2 separate regions of the Gasterosteus aculeatus genome follow, and region 2 is linked to region 1. The links are chromatin contacts, called in public Hi-C maps. All regions are on one chromosome and are shown on one strand. Each heading gives the region's core, a stretch centred on a gene start, on an enhancer-like site or on the middle of the called end of the contact. The rest is flanking DNA. Distances are from core to core; before and after follow the strand shown. Region 1 holds the start of fat4 (FAT atypical cadherin 4). Region 2 overlaps fat4 (FAT atypical cadherin 4).

Region 1 (5,348 bases), core at 555-3,054:
CGGGTGGTCGTTGATGTCGTTCACAAAAATAACCAGACTGGCGAAGGAGGACCTGGCGACGGGGGCGCCGTTGTCCGACACCGACACGGTCAGGTTGTAGGAGGAAATCCGCTCCCTGTCCAGCACACTGGCCACTTTGATGAGACTCAAATTGGGCACGGGGGAAGTGTGCACTTCAAAGTGCCTCTGCTCGTTGCCGCCTAGGATTGAAACGGATATGTTGCCGTTGGCAGTGGGGGAGTCTGAATCCGAGACAGTGAGCAGAGCCACCACGGTGCCAATCTGTGCGTTTTCATCCACCGAGGCAAACTTGGAGGTGGTGGGGAAATACCTGAACTTCACCACCGGGTCGTTGTCGTTCACGTCTAAAAGTTTGATGGTGGCTTCTGTCCTCCCCGACAGGGACGGCACCCCGTTGTCCACGGCATGGATGGTCAGGGAATACTCTCGCTTACTCTCATAATCCAAACCCTCTTTCATAATGATGGTCCCGGCTTTGGGGTCGATTTGGAAAGGTGTTCCCTCGTCTAAAAAATACCTGACCTCCGAATTAGCTCCCTCATCCCGATCCGACGCCGTGATCTGCAGAATGCTGGAGCCCACGGCTGCGTCCTCAAAGACGCTGTTCTGATATTGTTCTTGGTCAAAAACGGGAGGGTTGTCATTTATGTCCTGAATAGTGACGTTCACCTGCATGTAGCCAAACTTTTTGGGTTCCCCTTTGTCCTCCACCTCCACCAGCAGCTGGTAGAAGGGAGTGACTTCCCTGTCCAGGCCTCCGGTGGAGACGAGGTGCAAGAATGCCCCCTCTCCGCTGGGATTGACCGTGATATCCAGGCGGAACCTCCTCTGCTCGTTGCCTTTCACGATCCTGTACGTGGTGTGATCCACTCCGTTGCTGCCGATGTCGGAGTCCGTGGCCGTGTCCAGGATCACCTGCCGCCCGCTGCTGGCGTCCTCCTTGAAGGACACGACGATGGACGCGTCCGGGAACACCGGGGAGTTGTCGTTGATATCCAAAACCACTATGCGCACCTCGGTGGGGTACGTGGGCTGGCTGGACAGCACCACCACGTTGATGACATCGCTCTGCAGGAGCTCCCTGTCAATCACCGAGGAGGTGTAGATCACGCCGGTGGTGGCGTTGATTGCAAAAAGTTTGTGGCTCTCGCTGAAGCGGTACGAGAAGCTGGGCTTGGTCTCTATGGTGCCCACGTAGGTGCCGACGGGCTGCTCCTCCGGGACCTGGAACTCTTGACGGACCTGGCTGGACGCGGAGTGCCGCGACAGGGTCCACAGCGCCAGCAGAACGAAGTGAAAGCGGCCCAAGCCCCTACCTGTGCGCGCCATGGTCAAGTCAGACAGAGTCCATGCCGGAGACGCATCCACTGCACCCACCAAAGCGCCGCATTAGTTAGTCAGTGAGCGGCTCGTCATTCACTGTCCCAAAGTACTCCACGAGTTCTCTTCTGCTCCTCCTGATGCCGCGCAACGAGCAGAAATCCTCCTTGAAGGGAGACGGGGATCCCTGCAGCTGGAAACTTTTAATTCAACTCCACACCAAAAAAAAAAAAAAAAAGAGGCAGGAAACTGGTAATACTTTGAAAGGTGAAACAAAACGGCCTCGCTCGTGCAAGGTACGCGAAACAATAATACTAATATTTAAAAACAATAAAAAAGTTTATCCGAAGTTGGCGAGCGGGTGCGCGGCGCGCAGAGCGTCCCGTGGAATAACGGTGCCTCGGTCATATTGCGCTCAGGAGTCCCTGTAAGTTCGGACAAAGCTGGAGAGCCACAAACTCCCTCCCATCGCCGATCCCATTGGATGGCTGCGCTCCTGCCCGCCCTCCCGCCGCCTCCCCCTCCATTGTGTCTAGCGGCCCCGCTTGCAGGAGAAGATGTCAATCAAGTGATACAGGTAACGATGCGCAGAGCGCGTTTAATTACTTCACTAGTTTCAAAGTTGCTTTGAAATCGAATTTGATGAGCAATACGTCATGTTTGGATTGTTACCTGTCGTACTATATTAAAACCATTCAAGTGCGATCGTGTATATCGCAATACTTTTCTGTATAGGAACGATCGTATACATTAAAATGATTTGCATCGTAGTTCAAACACAATTTTTAGCTTTCTGTGTCCAATCAATGTCTTTTATTCAGTTATTGGGGATTCAAATGATATCGAAATATGTATTTCTTAATTAAGGAACGGGTCTAATAAGGGTTTTCAGTCGTTTTCTGACTTCATAATAGCCGTCGAGGTATTTGCATAGAATTGAAGTTGCAGGAAAGTTCCTTTTGTGGGTAAGTAGCTCCACCTAGTGGCCAAACGATGGTACTTCCACCCAAAGTAGAACAGCAGGAGGCAGGAAAGTATTAAATATGATCTGTGTTCAGTAGTTTTTTCTTTGTCTTCAGTTACGTATCTACTATATGAACATGTTAAAACACAAAGTTATTTTAAAAATAAAAGCCATGACTACCACATGATTGGTTGACTTTGGGAATTTAAAAAGACAAAAATTAAGAATAAAAGCAAAAAAGACAAATTGCTGAAAAATGTGAAATATTCAGCAAAACAGAGAAAATGACTCGAAAAACATAAAAGCCTCCATGATGAGGGAAATTTAAAAAACACCAGAACAGACAACATTGTGAAAAAACACAGAAGAATCAACAAAACAGACACTTGAGCAGCAGACCAAATGAGAAAAAAGACAAAACACATTAAAAAAAGGAGACAAAATGATGGAAAATTCACCAAAACATTCAAAAATTTCACAGAACTTCTGTTTCATAAATATTTGACTCTGTCTTCACATTCTTCCGTGTTTAGGACTTCAGCAGTGTTCACATTACAGTTTAAGGGAGTAACATTAGAAATACATTTAGTAGAAATAAGGCAGATAATACTACTACTGTAGTACTACTTTGCTGCAGGTCTGCATTAGTTGACTGCTAGCATATTAACTGCACAACCTTCACTGGTGAAGAAATCCTTGTCAATTCAAGGCATTAATCATTTCCCCAAAACATGTTTCATTAAATAGTCCCAGGTCACATGAGTTCATCGACAAGAAGGAGGAGCGGTTTGAATCCCACACGTAGAAGATCTGGGAAGTGACGTCCCTTCGTCCGTCCTTACGTCTCTACGCGGAGGATAATTACAACCCTCGTTTAAAGGAACGTAAATGTTTACTCATGCTTTTGTATTTGACAAGTTGTGGCTTTTGTAATCAGGCCGCCTGGACGTTCAGTAGGCCGTGAATCAGCAGCGTAATAGAATCACAGAGTGGACTGGACACACGTTCAACGTTTTGGCTCTCCAGGTTGTTTTCAAGCTTAGTTATTGATCACATTCATGGTCGTCAGAGGAAGACTCCCTGCTGTGCGTGTGTGGAACTCTCCCCTCGACAAACAGTCAATACTTTTCAAACGCACTGACAATAGAACATGCACATGCTGGACGATGTGGCAGAAGCTCAACGGACCTGTGCTGGTGGAAGAGGGGATCCTCAGGTGAGGAGAACGAGGCGGTTACATGGTGGAGGAGAGAAGATCTGGCCAATGGATGGAGAGGAGGATGGAAAACACACAGTAGAGGAGGATGTTGTGGGGGATATTATTAAGCCTTCATTAGTTACATCTGGCTCTTTTATTCTGGCTCTATAAGTGCATTTTGAAACTGCAATATTTCATCATTTTTTTCCCCTATACATTAACTCATGAGCCGTTGTTTTTGGGGGTTTAGTAACTTGCTCAAAAACACTTGTACACGTGTACCGGACAGGACAAACCAATAAATGTCGACATTTCCAACCACTTACGAGTCTTGCGATGTCTCTCCCAAATCGTATTTGGTAAAAGCAACTTCTCCTGCTGCGACTGAAGAGAGTCAGTGCTGAATGAAATAGCAGGACTGTATCTACTGAACCAATCATGCACCATCCTGGTGGTTTTGTTGATTTATTTTTTGTCTGGAAAATGACTTTCCCGAGGCCGTGCACGGAGCTGCATGCAAAACAAGTTTCGGAGGATGTTGAAATGAAAGTGAATTAAAATTATCTTTGGATCCGTCGATGACAGATGTCAGATAGAAATGTGGAGGAAGATTAGTTCAGACCATCAAAGGCCGCCTCCTCCACTCTAAATACATAAAATAAGCTCAGCGATCAGCGGAGAACTCTCATAAAATCCATCAACATATTGAGAAGTCAGAGCTCGGCCGTAAAGATCAAATGCAGGAGTCGAGGAGCAGACGGAGGTCTGCAGTAAACCACAGCAGCCGCTCGTCTCCTGTGAAGTGGGAGGAAATGAGATCCGACCCGAATGAAGTGACGCATCGCAGGACAGTCCTCTTTGAACTTGAGTCAAATTTAGGAAAAGAGGACAGATAATGAGATGCTAATCGTCCCGAGCGCGGCTCTCGGGGTGAGCGGCGTCTCGCCTGCAGAAACCGTCGGGAGGCAAATTGGTCCTTTCTTTTTTTTTTTTTTTTTTTTTACAAGCATGTCGTTGGTTTGAGTCTCGGGCAACAGGAGTTTGGCTGAATGGGCTTTTAAAACGCGAGCTACAAGAAGGTTATTGTTTGCCTCCGGGAGGTGAGAGGCTGCAGAACAACACTCTCTTTCTATACCCGAGCGTCACAGCGGATCCATCGCAGCTCTGCATTTCTTTAACGTGCTTCTGGCTTTTTTAAATTGTCGTCCAATAGTCGGATGCGAGGGGCCTGCGGCCTCCAGCTCCCCCCCCCCACCCCAGCCTCCATCGGCCTCGTCTGCTGAGAAAACGGTGAACTGCACCGTTGGACACGGTCAACATGGCAGCCGTGTGGAAACGTAGATTTCCAGAATACAGATCGTGTGATGGAATGCACAGGAGGTATTTGAGTCTATTTCCTCAGCGCGGTGAGACGTAAGTGGACAAACCCTCCCACTACCTCGCCGCTGTGTGATCTGACGTCTGGTAGCTTTCAGCATGATGAATGAGGGCGATAAATACATTTTACAGTTTCCACAGTTTGGTGTGAAAAGGATGGAGTGCTGATTGGACTCCGGCTAACACCTTTGGGATGAAATGCAGACTACTTGCTGGGACTTAATGGCCTTTCTCATTAATAACTATTCCAATACAGAAATAGTTATACGAACTATTCCAGGACCTATTGTCTTTTTTTAATAAGTCTAGCTGCGTTTTCTCGTAAAACCAGTGGGGTTTGTGCAGGGGGACAGACCCTCACACTCACCAACAAAACGTCAGTCAAAGATATGTACTAACAGGGAGGAGATTCAAAATGACCACAAAATAAACATGGAAATGACCAAAACAACAACACGCAGCTACAAA
Region 2 (5,502 bases), core at 461-2,960, 71 kb before region 1:
GGTAGAGTTGCCTCAACGCGGCCGACGTTATTTAGCCAGTGGGACACACAGAGACTCGCATAGAACGTCTTGATTATCTGTTAATTTTTTTTTATATTAATGTAATTCAATTATTATCACTGGAACCAAAGTCCGACTTAATAGCATCTCATGCTCAGCAGCGTCACTTTCCCTCCACGGTTACACTTCAACCCTCTGAGAGTCACTTCCAGCGCCACAGTCATTCCTCCCACAGTATTTTGGTCCTTAATATGAGTTTTGTCCACCAAATGGCATGCAGGCCAATTACTTTTCATCAACTCACCCCGCTGTTTGACAGACAAGCGGCACAAGAGAAGCCGTACATTACAGTGAAACATTTCCTATTTCCCGTTAATGGTACTAAAGCTTTCGTCCAGATGTGGCTTACTCTCCCTCTCTCTCTCTCTCTCTCTCTCTCTCTCTGTGTGTGTCTCTCTGTCTCGGTGCTCTGAGAGCAAACCGCCTTACCAGGAAGAAACTAAATGGGCTGGTAAAAAAAACCTGTACGGAAAAGTGTGTGAATGTGTTGAAAAACCGGGGCAATCACGCTCCACCTCTCCTGGATCTCAAGTAAACACGGACCACACCGGCCTCCGGATCTCCGACCCAATTCCCTCACACACTCTCTAACTCCCAGAACCCCGCAGTCCGCCACATGGACACTGACGGGGAAGAAAAACACAACAACAACAACGAGGCGAAGGACACAACACATTTGTGACTCTCTGAAGTCCAAAGAACTTTGAAGCAACATGAACATTTAATAAGCTCTTTCGCTGTGATCAAAGGCGCTGCGGCCTCACGCCGGGGTTGAGAATGTACTGAATGTGTTCTTCCATAAATGAAAACCAATGTAACACAAAGATTTTTTTTGAGGGCTTGGCTACCATCGGCGCAAACGCGAAAGAAGCGCGTCTGGAGATCATTTGTTTCCCGCCGTGACCGATTTACTGGAGGCAGCGTTGCTCTCTGTTGTGGTGCAGACACGGAAAAAACAGCTTTTCTGCTTGTTTCAAGTGTAATTAATTCATCTAACCCAAATCTTCACGATCAGCTGCTGGTGCTAATCAGCTACAGCGAGCCCTAATTTGCAAAAAAAAAAACCTTTCAAAGAATTCTTCTTAAAGTCCCCGATTTGAGAAAGAAAACTAGCTGAGCTCTCTGATTAGATGATCTCGGCTGAGGTCACATGATCACACAAATGATGTGACGCCATGTGCGAAGTCAATGTGGTGTTTTTTTAGCTTGTTGCACCCGTCCTGATTGCTTGACCGGCAATGATTAAATCAATCGACCTGTTTCCCAACTGAAAACTCTGAAAACGTATCAGTCTACAGATTCAACACATTGCTAATTAGATAAATTGGCAAACCGCACTTCTGTTCTGACCCGAACGTGAGCTCCTGAGTTGTGAAACTTTCTGTCATTCACTGTGTTTGACAATTAAACAGCTTTGGATGGAAGACTGTAATCAGTGTGGTGGAACCGGTGTGCTCCCTCTGATTACTCGCGGCTCTCGGGGGCGAAGCGGCGCGTGACCGTGTCCGCGGTTTCTGTCTGCTTCTGTCGACATCGGCTCGGAATCCCCGAAGGCGGAAGAGAAACCGACCGCGGACTCGACCGCCGCAGTGACCCGCAGCACCTTCTGCAAGCACGCCGATCGGGTTCACTCCTCCGTCACGCGGGGCGCCTCCGCGCTGGGCGCATGGCGCGGACCCAATCACAGGTCTCCACGTGTTGCTGGATGCCCCCCCCCCCCCCCCACCGCCACCGATTTAACGACTCTACCAGCTTCCTAAGAAACTCCGGGCGCACGGAGGGAAGTGACAGATTTGAAGTCCAGCGGGAGAGCTACATTATGGAAGCTCTGACAGGGCCGGAGGGATTCTCCCCCCCCCCCCCTCTTTCCTTTGCCACTGCGTTGCTGGCAAGGAGAAGCCGCCGCTTCAGAGCACAGGAGACAGAGTTTCAACCTTGGGGGGCCATTTTGGATCCTCCTACTGTAAATCACAGCGAGCGATAAAGTGTAATTACAAACCTTGAAAACCATAAGCTGAGCCACCTGTGGTTAGGAGGACGTTGGGAGGGGGGAGGGGGGGGGTAATTATCATCACTACCACGTCCGTACCACTAAGCTTTTCTCTACATAACCCATAAGTTAACTATTAATCCACAAAACAGTTAAAGAATGCATGAGGAAAAAACGTCTGACGTTCTTACCATCCCGGCTCTCCTGGCGATGACTGTGTGGAACTGCCCGTCGGACACTTTTATCATGGTCATCAGTTTGTAAGTTCCACTCCCCAGGTTGAAGGAGAAGCGCATCCGTCCCTCAAAGATCTCCAGAGCCAGGAACTCGGCCTTGTCTCCGGTCTGGTTGTCGTGGTTGTACATGAGCAGCGCGTTGCTCTTCAGGGTAGCGAACTTGATATAGATGTAGTTGTTGTTGGGATCCAGAGACGGAAACTCCATGTAGGAGAGCTCCTCAAAGCCGTAGCTGTTAAGTTCACAGTGTTTGCCAAAAACCCCTGAGGACAGAAACAAACCCAAAGAGGAATCAGAGAGGAAGCCAATGAATCATTCACACTGGTGCGGCGATAAAAATATCTACAGATAAAACAGAATCTTTATCAAGTGATATCATTTAGTTAGAACAAACAGATTAAAAGCTGTCAGGTCACACTTTTAGCTTTTTCGAATTAATTTTTGATGCAAATCATGGCAAATGGAGAGACGAGATGAAAAGTGTCCACATCCAGCATAACTTTATTTTCTTCTACTCTACAGCGGCTCGCCTACGCCCTGAAAAGGTTCCCTACTATTACTTACCAAATGGACAATGACAGTAATATCCATCCACCCGATTCTGACAGGACCCGCCATTAAAACAAGGGTTACACTCACAGTGATTGATGATGGAATCGCACGTTTTGCCTGGGTTCACAGAACAACACAAATTAAAATGGATGAGGTGGGAGACAACACAGGGAAACCCCGAGGGGAACACAGTTCACTTCCCCCCACAGGCCGAGGCCTGCAGGCCTTTAACACAACACACTGCAAACAAAGAAAAAACCTGGGTCCAACAAATCATTCAAAGTTTCAGCGTCTGTTTGAAACGATCGTGAAATATATAATATGAAGATGTGATGTCATCTGTTTTGCTGCAGTTTTGACTTATTCTAAAAAAATGTTTTGACACAAGTGACGGTGCTGTGGAATAGAAACGGCTCGTCCAAGATGAAAGAATTTGATCCAAAACATCTTGAAACCTTCATGACCTCACTCCACTGGCAGAAATGTTTCTCACTAAGAATAATCACATTTTCAAAACTCGCTGAAAGATAAATAAAGACAAATAAAGTTTGGATAAGGCTGTTGCTTTTGGTTTGCAGAAAGACAAGCGTTGCAATGCACATCGTGACGTCGTGACAAAGAATGTGAAAATGACGATACAGATAATGGACAATAAATGATCCAGGCATGGCACAAAACAAAAAAACTGACAATGAACCTCTGCAGATAGTTTTCAGGTTGTAAATCCACACACAAGTTGCTTAACGGAGATTGATTCTGCTGCCAAAAAGCAGTCTGGGAAGACAGGAAGTTGAGAGTTCACTGTGAGACCATGAAAACTACTGTAAGTCAATAGGTGCACTTCTTCAGCAGGGTAATTTATCTCGATAAGACCTAGAAGATTTGTGGTAATTTTCTATCGTCCTAATAAAAAGGGACAGTAATTACTTGACTTGAGGCAAATCGTCTGCCACGGCTGCTTTGAAAATGTCTTTCAGATGCTGAAGTTAGCAGGATTGAAATGACTGTAAATACGCTCCCATTTGGTTAAGGGTAATAAAGCAGTGCATTTATTACAATAGAAACATGAAAGTCCTGATTGGATCTTTCATAAAGCTGTTCCATTTGTCATAAAACTCAAATGAGAAAGCCTCGTTGTGTGTCCAGTTGGATTAAAACGCTATCTGTGTGTGGTCATAGCTGCATGCACATGAAGGCCGCAGTGAAACGCGATACTGGTGAGCTGTGTACGGAGTCTACGCTCATCCTGACAGGGGTCAGCTTCAAATCATCTTTTTTATTAAAAGCAAACATGGAGTTGATACCCCCCAACTAGTAATCCAAAAAACAAACTGTTTTTGGCAGCCGTGCTCCTCCCCCCCCCCCCCCCCCCCCCATGTCTGACACAAGTGACTGTGCGGTCGGACATAACGTGTGACTCTTGCGTGTGCAGTACCTGCAAAGCCGGAATTGCAGAGGCAGTTGAAACCGCCGGGGAAGTTCTGGCAGAGCGCGCCATTCTTGCAGGGATTGGAAAGGCATTCGTTCACATCCCTCTCACAGGCCATCCCTGTGAAACCTTCAGGGCAGGTGCAGGAGAAACCCCCCACCAGATTGTGGCAGGTGCCACCATTGTGGCAGGGCGATGGCTGGCACTCGTCAATGTCCGTCTCACAGAGGCCTCCGGTGTATCCCGGCCTGCAGCTGCAGGCGTATGGCTGCAGGGGGTGGTTGGAAACAAGGATCACTGGGACACTTTCTTCTGTCTTCATATCAGGCCCGACACTGAGACGCCTCTTGCAGCTGCCCCCGTTCTGGCACGGGTTGCGTGTGCACGGATCATGGTCCACCGCATCTATTTGCACCCCGCTCTGCCTGTATAAAATGTCTTTGATACTCTGGAAGAATGTGGCCACGCCACTGGGGTTGACATATTGTCCGTGGCCGCGTTTCACAGCTGCCATTATGAAAGTCTGATTGTTGAGTTCAAATGCTCCATAAAGCAGCACCCCGGTGCCCAGGCCCGCTAGCTGAGAGTTGGCAATGCGCAGGAAGCTGAGGTAGTGGTTGGTCAGGAAGTTTTTGACTCCTTGAGACTGCAGTCGGATTAGAATGCTGTTGTCCACTGTGGCGTTTGTGAAACCCATGAAGAGGACCCGGGCCGTGTTGCTGACGGACCCGTGGACGCCGTCGCTGCTGCGGACGGTTAGTTCGAAAGTCCCATCCGTTGAGCGCGCTTTCGAGTTGAGGCTGCATGTTCCAGTTGGGATGTTGAACAGGCCCGAGGACGGGGGAATAAGTGAGCAGTGGAATCTATCCTGAACGTCGGGGTCTTGCGGTTTGACATCTCCCAAAGAACCTCCGGGGAACATGTTCCCAAAGTAGTGGACAAAGATTTCCATGGACCTCGTCTCTGAGGGATTGTCGTTCTGATCGTTTATTTTGACGTGAATAGTTCCCGTGGAGGACATTTGAGGGACACCAGAGTCCTTGATCACAACAGAGAGGTAGAAGTTGCTAATCTGTTCCCTGTCAATCTCCCGACTGGTGGTTAACACTCCGGCTGGACTAAGGCTGAAGTAGCTGTTGGCGGAGCCCGAACCGATAAGGCTGAATAGGAAAGGGCCTTGGTTTGGTGGTAGATCTGCGTCAGACGCTGTCAGTGTTGTGACAACGATGCCAGCT

The links. A called contact is a pair of places that touch in the nucleus more often than the background predicts.
Region 2: a Hi-C map of skeletal muscle shows a contact between it and region 1, with 5 times the contacts expected there. The contact joins the enhancer-like site here to the promoter of fat4 in region 1. A contact is called at or near these places in 2 of 6 Hi-C or Micro-C datasets (both in skeletal muscle).

Annotation. Positions count from the first base shown.
Region 1 is chr4:3,647,149-3,652,496 of fGasAcu3.hap1.1, reverse strand. It overlaps fat4 (FAT atypical cadherin 4), which reads right to left and starts at 1,804. Exons shown (of 17, transcript XM_078101947.1): 1 at 1-1,804. The coding sequence starts at 1,350.
Region 2 is chr4:3,717,874-3,723,375 of fGasAcu3.hap1.1, reverse strand. It overlaps fat4 (FAT atypical cadherin 4), which reads right to left. Exons shown (of 17, transcript XM_078101947.1): 9 at 4,274-5,502; 10 at 2,851-2,955; 11 at 2,242-2,549. Among protein-coding and RNA genes, the nearest start is that of fat4, 70 kb to the right of the region's middle. Within about 2 kb of position 1,710, at least 1 of the 9 cell types and tissues checked has open chromatin away from gene starts, as enhancers often do.